Linked DNA regions of Sus scrofa: regions 1, 3 and 4 are each linked to region 2. Evidence: chromatin contacts called from public HiChIP or PLAC-seq and promoter capture Hi-C data. All regions are on one chromosome and are shown on one strand. The core of a region is the stretch at or near the end of the contact, and the rest is flanking DNA. Distances in the headings are between cores, read along the strand shown.

Evidence for each region. Promoter capture Hi-C pulls out the DNA fragments that hold promoters and counts their contacts. HiChIP or PLAC-seq counts read pairs in DNA pulled down with a chosen protein or histone mark.
Region 1: an H3K27ac HiChIP or PLAC-seq map of alveolar macrophages shows a contact between it and region 2. The contact joins the enhancer-like site here to the promoter of ELP6 in region 2. A contact is called at or near these places in 10 of 47 Hi-C or Micro-C datasets (embryonic fibroblasts, fetal heart ventricle, heart right ventricle and 5 more) and 2 of 2 datasets of contacts at active chromatin or transcription factors (alveolar macrophages and skeletal muscle).
Region 3: a promoter capture Hi-C map of liver shows a contact between it and region 2, with 6 times the contacts expected there. The contact joins the promoter of DHX30 here to the promoter of ELP6 in region 2. A contact is called at or near these places in 3 of 5 promoter capture datasets (fetal liver, fetal skeletal muscle and liver), 16 of 47 Hi-C or Micro-C datasets (alveolar macrophages, embryonic fibroblasts, fetal heart ventricle and 9 more) and 2 of 2 datasets of contacts at active chromatin or transcription factors (alveolar macrophages and skeletal muscle).
Region 4: an H3K27ac HiChIP or PLAC-seq map of alveolar macrophages shows a contact between it and region 2. The contact joins the promoter of MAP4 here to the promoter of ELP6 in region 2. A contact is called at or near these places in 2 of 2 datasets of contacts at active chromatin or transcription factors (alveolar macrophages and skeletal muscle).

What each region holds. Positions count from the first base shown.
Region 1 is chr13:30,724,490-30,727,189 of Sscrofa11.1, forward strand. All of the region lies in intron 3 of MAP4 (microtubule-associated protein 4), which reads right to left. Among named protein-coding and RNA genes, the nearest start is that of MAP4, 79 kb to the right of the region's middle. Within about 2 kb of position 1,347, at least 3 of the 83 cell types and tissues checked have an H3K27ac peak or open chromatin away from gene starts, as enhancers often do. A contact at or near this core is called in alveolar macrophages, where this site is marked.
Region 2 is chr13:30,340,678-30,343,377 of Sscrofa11.1, forward strand. It overlaps ELP6 (elongator complex protein 6), which reads right to left and starts at 1,275. Exons shown (of 7, transcript XM_003358419.4): 1 at 464-1,275. The coding sequence starts at 715.
Region 3 is chr13:30,600,626-30,603,325 of Sscrofa11.1, forward strand. DHX30 (putative ATP-dependent RNA helicase DHX30) reads left to right here and starts at 1,383. Exons shown (of 22, transcript XM_003132174.5): 1 at 1,383-1,650.
Region 4 is chr13:30,803,848-30,806,547 of Sscrofa11.1, forward strand. It overlaps MAP4 (microtubule-associated protein 4), which reads right to left and starts at 1,336. Exons shown (of 19, transcript XM_021070579.1): 1 at 1,209-1,336.

The DNA.
Region 1 (2,700 bases), core at 97-2,596, 380 kb after region 2:
TGCAGAAGTTCCCAGGCCAGGGATCAAACCCACAGCAGCAACCCAAGCCATAACAGTGATAATGCCAGGTCTTGACCTGCTGAACCACCAAGGAACTCCTAAATTGAACTTTCTTAATAAAAAGAAGTGTCTGCCAAGCTAAAAAAAAATTCTTTATGCTATAAAAATTACCTTAGGTATTCAATATTTTCACCATCTTAATTTAGTTAACATATTACATTTGCAAATCTGTAAAGAAACACTAACCCAGAATGGCTAGGGGATTGGATATTACATTGAATGTATCCCAGATACAACATACTGGATTATCAAATAATGAAGTTACAAAATTAAAATGTTATTGAATGGACCGTGTTTTATTTATTAATTCAGAAGGCATTTCAGGAAGACTGAATTTCAACTGCGTTAAACAAAACATAAGTGGAGTATTAGAAAGTGTCTAAGAGTTCCCACTGTGGCTCAGTGGGTTAAGAACCTGACATAGTGTCTGTGAGGATGTGGTTTCAATCCCTGATCTCACTCGGTGGGTTAAAGATCCAGCATTGCCATGAGCTGCAGCATAGGTCACAGATGCACCTTGGATCCTGCGTTGCTGTAGCTGTGGCGTAGGCCTGCAGCTGCAGCTCTGATTTAACCCCTAGTCTGGGAACCTCCACATGCCACAGGTGTGGCCCTAAAAAGAAAAAAGTACCTAATGGTAATTGATATGCCATGGAAACTGTCTTTTGGGATAACTTCTTATTGCCACTCTGCCAAAAATCTTTCTCACCAGATGCTATAAAATATCAAATAGTTCTTTGGGCTTCTTAACTCTTAAAAACAGATTCCGGATAAAAGGGAGTTCACTCTGATAATCCAAAATGACAACATAAGTGAAGGTGCCTGGCAAAAGGGAGGAAAAAGCCCATATAATTAGGCAATTATCATAGATTGGATTAGAAGCTTCATTAGACCGAGAGCTCATGCCTCAAGGGTCTTTATTTTCAAAACTCATGTTTTGCTCACATTATACTTCAGTAATTAAGAGCCCAACCAAAGTCCAGTCCATACGTGTTAGTGTAAGATGTTTATTAGTGTAATTTATTTAATACAATGATCACATTAAAATGTCCCAATATACAAAACCATTGAAGTCTAAAGTCATAAAAAATACGAACTTAGGTGTGTAAATAAAAGTTTTTTAAAATATTATTTAAAAACAAAGTTTGACATCTTCAATATTGGGCCAAAAAGAAAAAAAAGAAAAAAAGAGATTGCATATAAGAAACAACACATTTCAACAGAGCAACCCTGACAGGTCTGGCTGCCTCATCAGTAAGATCCTGGGCCACTGGGCATGACCATTGGGACAATACAGTATTTCATCACAGGACTGGCTACTTCAGATGAAGCTCTATGAGCAACATTACATTTACTTCCTTCAAAATGAAACATCCAAGTGAAATAGCTAACAATATACACCAAATTTTATATGGCTGTTAGTAGAAAGTATCAACAATTCCATAAATTCAAAAAGAAAACAACAAATTTCAAAAATAAAACATGACAAAAATGGAAATTAAAATGGAATGAATCAACATCAATAATGAAGTGTTTGTGTTTCTGACTATAGACACAGGGTCCCACTCAGGCTTTTCTACCCCCATCACCTAGACAAGCTGTGAAGACTAGTTAGTTAGAAGTGACAGGATGTCAAATACAACTTTTTTTTTTTTCCCGCCTCTTTGGGGCCGCACTTGTGGCATATGGAGGTTCCCAGGCTAGGGGTCCAATCAGAGCTGTAGCTGCCAGCCTACGCCACAGCCACAGCAACGAAGGATCCGAGCCGCGTCTGTGACCTACACCACAGCTCACGGCAACACCAGATCCTTAACCCACTGACCAAGGCCAGGGATTGAACCCACAACCTCATGGTTCCTAGTAGAATTCGTTTCCACTGCAGCATGATGGGAACTCCAAGTATGACTTTTAAAAGTTAGCACTACCGGTTGTGAAAACCTCCTTGGGCAGAAAAAGAAAGGCACCAAAAAACCCCCAAAGGGAAAGAGCTCTGCTTTATTTGACGGTGTGCTCTCCTATGGCACTTTTCGTATTTTACTTTAATGGTAAGTATTTTCATATTTATCTGTTGCTTAAAAGGTAAGTACAAACTCTTCCCTCTAAAATGTACCTTCTCTCCAGAACCCATAGTAGGAATTCCTGGTAGAGGCACAAACCCTTGTGCCCCCAGTAGGAAATGCTCCCTAAATTTCAGAAGTCACAGCAAGGACTCAGTTTAAACTTGCATAATATTCTAACTTTCCCATCCCAAAAGTAGTTTTACTTTTTATACCAGAGGATTTAAGACAATATACATCTCAAAATCTTCCTCAGAACACAGTGCCAAATATTTATTTTAATCTGAAATAATCGGTGGGTGGCTTAGCAATTATAAAACCTGCATGGCAAGAGGATAGAAAATTTCAGAGTATCTCACATTCCAGATCTTAAACCAGAACTCCTCTATACTTTCAAAACATAACCCATGTTTTATGTTCTAAAAATCCAATCAAAGCTTGTCATTTGAAAAGTTCCACAGTATTTGTCCCAGATGGTTCCAGATTTTTTAGCTATTAGTTTGGAAAAATGAGGAAAGAGAAGGAGTCCTACTGAGTCAGTCCTCAGAACGTGTGACAGTAAATGCCAAGGTTCATGGGAAAG
Region 2 (2,700 bases), core at 25-2,524:
AGAAGCGCAGCAGCGTTCAGTGCGACCCGCCAAGCGCTCCCGGGCCAGAGGAAGGCTCAGGACGGTTAAGAAGCGGGTCCCATGAGAAGGGTAGAGGGTGGAACTCTCCTCTCCTCTCGGGCAAGCACTTTTGGGCGCCAGGACGCCCACCTTATTGAACATGCATAGAGCTCGCTGGTACACGTTTGTGAAGTTAAGCCAATCCAAAGGTTGGATATGCTTCCTGTGAACCTCAAGGGCACACACGGCCTTTGAGAAGGCGCAATAAGGTCGAGATGCCCACGTTCCGCAAGCCCAAGAGTCCTGTCCAGTCCCCCAGTGGGCCCTCCGCGGACTACAATTCCCAGGCACCCCCGCACCTCCGGACCAACGTGTAATTTCCCACAGGTCAGAGTGCGCTTCATCCGGGTACGCCGTCTTCCGCCATGCTCCCGGGACCCGCCCATTTCCTGACGACCTTTACCTGCTCCACCTTGTCAGGACTGGTGTTGAGAAGGTTACTGAGTTCCGAGAACATTCTCAGCTCTGCGAAGGAGCGCCCTGGACGAAGAGATGGGGCTGCGGCAGAGACGGCTGAAGCTGGAGAGCGACACCCACCACTCAGGCCCGTGCGGCAGGAGCGCGCATGCGCAAAGCCTCTTCTAAGATCCCGCCGCAGCCAATAAAGCGAGCGCCCGGACCGGGCCGCTGCCTGCGCAGGCGCCGCGACGCGCATCCGGAGCCAGGGGCCAGGGGCCGGGCGCCAGGCGCCTTGGACAGTGGTTCCTTTGCAGGCCCTTCGTAGGGGCTCCCCAAGGTACCAGGCGACTGGGCCTCTTCCTCCTTCCCTTGGCTGCGCTCTCTCCCCAGCCCAGGACCTCCGGACTGTATAGCCTGTCGAGCTCCTGTAGTGTGTGCCACATTTCTAGAAGCTTGGCTACATCGCCTAACCAGAGGAGGGAAGATGCCCGCCCTCGTGAAAAACAAAAGACAAACATAATCAACACGGAATGGGCACAACATTGTAAATCAACTATACTTTTTGTTTTTAATTAAAAAATAAACGTGAAATGATACATTGAAAAGTTCTATGGAAAAAAGAAAAAGCATACAAGGAAGTAACAATGGGGTATGGGTAGGTTTCAGAATTAAAGGTGTTGTCAGGGTAGGGTCACTGACCAGATATGATTGGAACACGCCCTGTATGCTCCTCCTCGGGGCTTTCGCCCTGTTTCCCCCTCGTGGAATGTTCTTTTCCCAGATAATAAGCCGTTCAAAAAACCCCCGCGTTTTTTACGTCTTTACTCAGCTATCACCTTGACAGACCTTCCCTGAGCATCCTATTTAAATTGCAAACTGTCCCTTTCCCAGCACTTCTTATCCTTTTCACCTGCTGTTATTTTTTCTGTAGCTTTTATATGTATAGTTTTTGTTCTAGCCCAAGCAACCTCAGATCCCCAGAGACAAATCTGTAATTCGACAAAATTAAGTTTATTTACTCATTGTAGTGAGGGAGATAGCACACAAGCAGAGAGCCAGGAACCTGTCACCAAGCAAAGGAGAGAGTTGTATGACGATGTGGGGTTCAAAGGGAATTTAAATGAAGCACAGCTGCATGTACACGAGTCAAAATCTGGCTGGGACTGCAAAGCAGACCAGGGTCTCCATGGAAACTACAAGATTAGGATAGATTTGGAATGCAGTCATGATCTAAAGCTCTGCACCTGGGCTGGAAACTGAGGCTGCCTCTGTGTCAAAATCACTTAGATCCTCTAGCCAAGGGTGGGATGTTTCATGATTACTGCTGTGTGAAAAAGAAGGCAGGCCGTGTTATCCAGGAGCTACTTTGACACAGCTAGGTCTCAGTGTTTCCCTGTTGAGCATAAACAATTTCACAAAACATCAACATCAATTGATTATGATGGATGAAGACAAAACTAGACCGCTCCATCACTGTGATGAACACGAAACATGAACATTGTCTAAGCCACAAACAAAACATTCCCTCTCCCAGCTAATAAGAGTGCTGCTTGGAGTTCCTGTCGTGGCTCAGTGGTTAATGAATCTGACTAGAAACCATGAGGTTGCAGGTTTGATCCCTAGCCTCGCTCAGTGGGTTAAGGATCCGGCGATGCCGTGAGCTGTGGTATAGGTTGCAGATGCTGCTTAGATCCCGAGTTGCTGTGGCTGTGGTGCAGGCCGGTGGCAACTGCTGCTTCTCGGAGGTCCTGTCATGGCAGGGTGGAAACGAATCCAACTAGGAACTGTGAGGTTGTTTCGTCGCAGACTTGGCTCAGATCTGGAGTTACTGTTGCTGTGGTGTAGGCTGGCGGCTGTATTTCTGATGAGACCCTTAGCCTGGGAACCTCCATGTGCTGCAGTTGAGACCCTAAAAAGACCAAAAAAAAAAAAAAAAAAGAAAAAAGTGCTGCCTCTCTACCACTGACATAGCCTCATTCTAGTTGGCCCTCCATATATAAGATTTATTAAGATACATAATCATAGAATTAACATCTATTACTCAGCCACAAAAAAGAATGAAATAATGCCATTTGCAGTGACGTGGATGGACCTAGAGATTATCATACTGAGTGAAGTAAGTGAGACAGAGAGACAACATCACATGATATCACTGATGTGTGGCATCTTTAAAAATGATACATATAGGAGTTCCCGCTGTGGTGATGTGGGTTAAGGATCCAGTGTTGCTGAAGCTGTGGC
Region 3 (2,700 bases), core at 133-2,632, 260 kb after region 2:
TCTGTAGCCAGGGACCAGCCTGGAGCTCTTCAATCGCCCTCTCATTCTTATCTTTCTTGTCTTTCACCACTGAACATAGTTCAATCCTTCATTACTTTCATTTGGTTAGTATCCAAGGTAATATTTTTCCAGCCAACTCTACTCCCACACTTCCAGAATAACTTCTCTAAAATACAGTAAATTTACTCTCCTACTTGAACTGTAAAAATGTCTCACAAAAAACAATTGATTAAAAATAAAGTCAAAATCCCAGCATAGCATCCTGCTTTTTCTGCTCTATTTTCCTAAACATATACATATCCACCCCATTGGTCACATTGAACTATTGAATAGTCTTAGGATTTGCCTTTTGTTCCACCTGGATGCCTTTGCTCACGTGACTTTCTGTACCTTTTCAACACTATACTTCCTCTCCAGCATTTATAACTAACTTTCTGCTTTACAGATGTTTTCATCTTCTTTACTGGCCCTAGACCCCTTGGGAGCTGGGTCTTCGTTTCTGCCACACAACTGCTATCCATCAATATCCCTGAAGGCAACATCCCACACACATCATAGCCCCACGCCCTGATTAAAACAGGTAATAATTATTTGCATGTTCCATGCTCACCTCTCTCACCCTTCTGTCCCACGTTGAGATAAAATAATAAATACTTGTTAAATTTAAATGTTTGGACAAAAACGATGGGATACGGCCACATTTTAGAAAGCATATTCTAAGTCTTTCCAGCAGTAAAATCCTGACCCAGCTTCAGAGCTACTCCCCACTGAGATGTCTCCTTTTGACATTCACACTGGAGCCTCATTTGAAGGAATGCAGCACAAAACAAGGACAATGCCCTTTCTCATCTCAGGCGAGAGGGAGGCGGGGGCACGGGATCTTTAGACACGCCCAGCAGCTCTCTGACCTGCGGTCTCCCTCCACTTACAAGTGCCCCCTTGTTCTTTTCCTAGCGTTGTACTGTTCACAACGCGCGATCGTGTTAACTTCATCTTCCTAACAATCTTGTGAGGCAGAAATCCTCATCTCCCTAAAGAAACAGAAGATCAAAGGGAAGATGGAGAAGAGAAGAGGCGTGGCAACGAGCCGCGGCGGGGAAGCGGGTAGAAGCCCGGAGCCAGAGTTGGATTTTGTTCCCGGCTCAACCCTGACCCGGCCTGTGTGTTTACCCGCAGCGGGAGGCGCGGGGCGGGTGTGCAGAGGACCCTAAATCTCTCTCACAATCACACTCGGGATGCTAAGCCACAGCGAAAAGGGCGGCGGCCCAGGCTCGCTTCCTGGACGCCCCCAGGGCTCCTCGCGTGCTCATCCTCTTAACTACCCTGCCGGAAGTCCCGCCTCGCCCACCCCTCATTGGGCCCGGCGCCGGAGTCTCGCCGCGGGTTGGCTACCCGGGGGCATGAGCCCTGGGCGGCCACTGAGGGCCTCAAGCAGGGGACCAGCTGCAGACCCGCGGAGACGCGGGGTCGAGCGCGGGAGGCGGGGCTGGGGGCACGGGACCGGGAGCTCCCGCGGCTGGCGGGACTTCCGCCACGGGACCCGGAAGCGGCCGCGCAGCGGCTGGTGGGAGTTGTAGTCCGGCCGTGGTTTGGGGGGGCCCGCGGCTCATGCGCGGTGCACCGAGGCTTGTTTCACATCTGTAACAACAGGTGAATTGGGCTTTTTATTCTCCCCTTTCGTGCCCCCTTGAGGAGCCGGCCGCGGCCGGGGGTGGTCGGCGCGAGGAGGGGCTCGGGTCCGACCGCCGGCTTGGCGGAGAGTGGGGTGGAGAAGCGGGCTGGCCCGTGAAGCAGGCCGGGCATCCTAGGCCTGCCCGGGAAGCCGGCCGGGCCGAGCCCTGGCCAGCCAGGCCTCGGCCTGCCGTTGCCATGGAGCCGGGGCGGGGGCGGGGGCCAGACCGGTCCGCTGGGGCGGGCCTCGTAGCCAGGGGCACCGCGGGGGCCGCTGGAGAAGCCGCTTCATTGGCGCAACAACGCCTCCGCCTCAGGGGATGCTCTGTTTCCCGAGGTAGGGCCTGGAGGAAGCCCCCGGAGTGCCCTGGGACCTTTGTCTGCCCCCGTGCCGCCTGGACCGTTCGTCCAAAAGGTGGCCTGGTGCATTCTGGCCCCCCTGGTTTGCCTCCTTTTGCACCGACCTTTTTACTGGGGGAGGCCAAGGGGTGAAGTGTTCTTTGTTTGCTGGTGGTGACTTGCCCCATTTCGCAGGGGAAGACCTAATGCATGTTGGGTCCTTTGTTTGCAGTGAACTGAAGTCCCAGGGGTCCTCAGAACCCTCGAGCCAGGAGTATGGCGTTAGCATGCTGTCTAGCTAGTCGACGTGTAGCAACACTGCTCACTTTAATTGTGATTTTGCAGGGCAGAGATTGTTCACTTTCCAACCTCCATCTACAGGGGCTTGTCATACACTGTAGCAAGTGGACTGCAGGTGGCCAGTTGCAGATTCTAAACGTGGGTTTTAGTTGCAATTTACTAGCCAAAGCGAAAAGAGCATTGTTTGTTCGTTTCCCTTGCAGTTTCTTTGAAGGCAGTAACCCCACTGGCATAGTGGGACTTGACTGCATTTTATAGTTTACACTTAAATCTTGGAATCTTGGAGTTTCTGGAAGGAGAACTCTTTTCCTGATATAGTATTTGGGATTTATTTAGCGCTTTTTATTTATGTAGCTGTTTTAGGTGCAGGAAATACATCCTTTGCTGCAT
Region 4 (2,700 bases), core at 86-2,585, 460 kb after region 2:
GAGTCTGGGTCCTAAAACACAAACCTAAGTGTAACCACTCTCTCCTGCCCAAAGCACCAAATGCATTTAGTTTATCCGTTCCTGGATAGAAGCAAAACCCTCACATTCCCCGCCTCCACAGGCCAATTTCACCAAAGAGCTCAAGCAACACACCGGCGGAGAACCTAGTCCATGTACTAGACCAATCTCAGTTCCGGATAACCTTTCTAACCGCCCCTTCAGGTCCCTGTCCTATCCTCACATCTCCACCCTTACTGCGACTCCTGCGCACTCCCGCAGCCAGACACATGCTTAGTCTCCAAACAGTGCCTGGGCCGCGCGCACAAGGAGGGAGAGTCCTGCCTGAGGCCCGGTTCTCTCGATCACCTCTCCGCCCTTCCGATACCTCTGACCGGGCACCCTCTCTAAGACTTGCCTCTGCCCCACCTCAACTGACCCCTAAAAGCCTCACAAGATGACCTTTGAGTTCCCCTACGTTCCCGAGCCCCACCCAGGGCCCCAGGCTGCAACCGATCCGCGCTACCCGGGCTCTGCCCCGTCTCGCGCTAGAGGTATGCTGCTCAGCACCCACTGCTCCATACCCCTGGAGCCGAAGCTCTCAGCTCGCCCACCAGCCCCCGGATCTCGCCTTGAACTCGGAAAATAACGCCCGCAGGCCCCCCGCCCGCCCCCGCGTCCCGCAGGCCGGCGGCCACCGCCCTTGCCCGCCTCCGGCGAGTCTTGGGGTCCCCGGCAGCCGCGAGGTGAGACTCGGGCAGCAATAGAGACAGTGGGGAGGCCACCCCTCGGATACGGCCCCGCCTGCCTCTGCACCTACCCGCCGCCGCAGCCGCACCGGAGCCGGAGCCGGAGGGAGCCGGGAGAGGGCCGGGAGGAGCCGGGAGGAGCTGGAAGCCAGCAAGCAAGACCGAGGGGCGGGACGCAGGGAGGCGGCCGCTTCCTCGTCGCCCTCTTGAGGGCGGGCGCGAGGGAGGGGCGCCGCCACCGCCTATCCCGCGGGCGCTGTGGTTCAGGCCAATAAGCGGGGCTAGGAGGCGGGCGGAGGGCTGAGGCGGACCAGTGGGCGCAGGCCCCACCTCCTCGACCCTGCTGGGGTAGCCTCCGAGCGGAGGACCGTTGGGGGCGAGGTACGCATGGGGGCTTTGGACGCCCGCTTCCCGTCGGCTCGCCCGCCCGCGGACGCCAGAGTAGGCGGAAGAGACACCGACCTCTCCCGCTGCTCTGGGGTGGTCGTCGCTTCCTTTCAGAACTCGGGTGCCTGGAGCGGGGAAGATGCGAGTTGCCGCGCACACGCGGCAGGGCCGGGTCTCCCCGCCGGCGGGGCCTGTGGGCTCTATGACGTAACCTGGGAGGGGCGCGGGGCGGGACCAGGGGCGGGGGCCAGCTGGTAGCGGGTAGAAAGCAGCAGTCGGGTGATGAGGACGCTGCTGGGGTGGCGTCCTCGCTGCTGTTCTGCCACCAGCCACAAGTGACGTGGCTGGTCCAAGTTGAGATGTGCTATAAGTGTAGAATACACACCGGATTTCCCAGACTTAAAAAATATATATAAAATAGCTCATTCATAATTTTATATTGATTACAGGAATCATTACAAAATTGATTGCAGGAATTCCCGTCTCGGCGCAGCGGAAATGAATCCGACTACGAACCATGAGGTTTAGGTTCGGTCCCTGTCCTCGTTCAGTGGGTTAAGGATCCGGCATTGCCGTGAGCTGTGGTGTAGGTCGCAGACTCGGCTCTGATCTGGCGTTGCTGTGGCTCTGGTGTAGACCGGCAGCAACAGCTCGGATTGGACCCCTAGCCTGGGAACCTCCATATGCCTTGAGTGCGGCTCTAAAATGACAAAAGTCAAAAAAACAAAACTGATTGCGGTTTGTGGTGTCTTTGGTTAAATAAAATATTTTTAAAATAAGCTCTTTTTTTTTTTTAACTTTTTAAAATGTGACCACTAGAGAAAGTAGAATTACTGTTTGGTTCACATTGTATTTCTGCTGAGTAATGCTGGTGCAGAACTTTAAAGTCATTTTAGTTAACATCTATTGAATGTTCACTATATTCCAGGCACTCTTGTAAGTATGTGACACCTAATAACTCATTTAATCATCACAACAATCCTATATGGTAGGTAATCCTATACAGTTGGTTCTCATTTTACAGATGAGAAAACAAACACCGAAGCTAAGTTACTTACCTAATGTTGGCAAGCCAGTAATTGGCAGAGTGGGGTTTAACTCAGGGAGTCAGGCACTGGGGCCATACATTCAACCTCCAGAGCCAGTTGGTTACCAGAAAGAACATTGGACTTGGTTGAAAGCCCTACCACTTTCTAGCTATGTAACATTAGGGAAGTTAAGCTTTAGTTGCCTTGTTTATAAAAATGAGGAGTTCCCTCGGTGGCGCAGCAGTAACAAATCCAACTAGGAACTGTGGGGTTGCGGGTTCAATCCCTGGCCTCGCTCAGTGGGTCAAGGATCTGGCATTGCTGTGAGCTGTGGTGTAGGTCACAGATGCGGCCCATATCCTGGGTTGCTGTGGCTGTGGCGTAGGCTGGCAGCTGCAGCTCCGATTCCACCCCTAGCCTGGGAACCTCCATATGCCGCATGCGTGGCCCTAAAAAAAGGACAAAAGACAAAAAAAAAAATTGTGTGAGCTTGTGGAAGATATTTAATCTCTCTGTACCTCAGTTTCCTCAACTGTAAA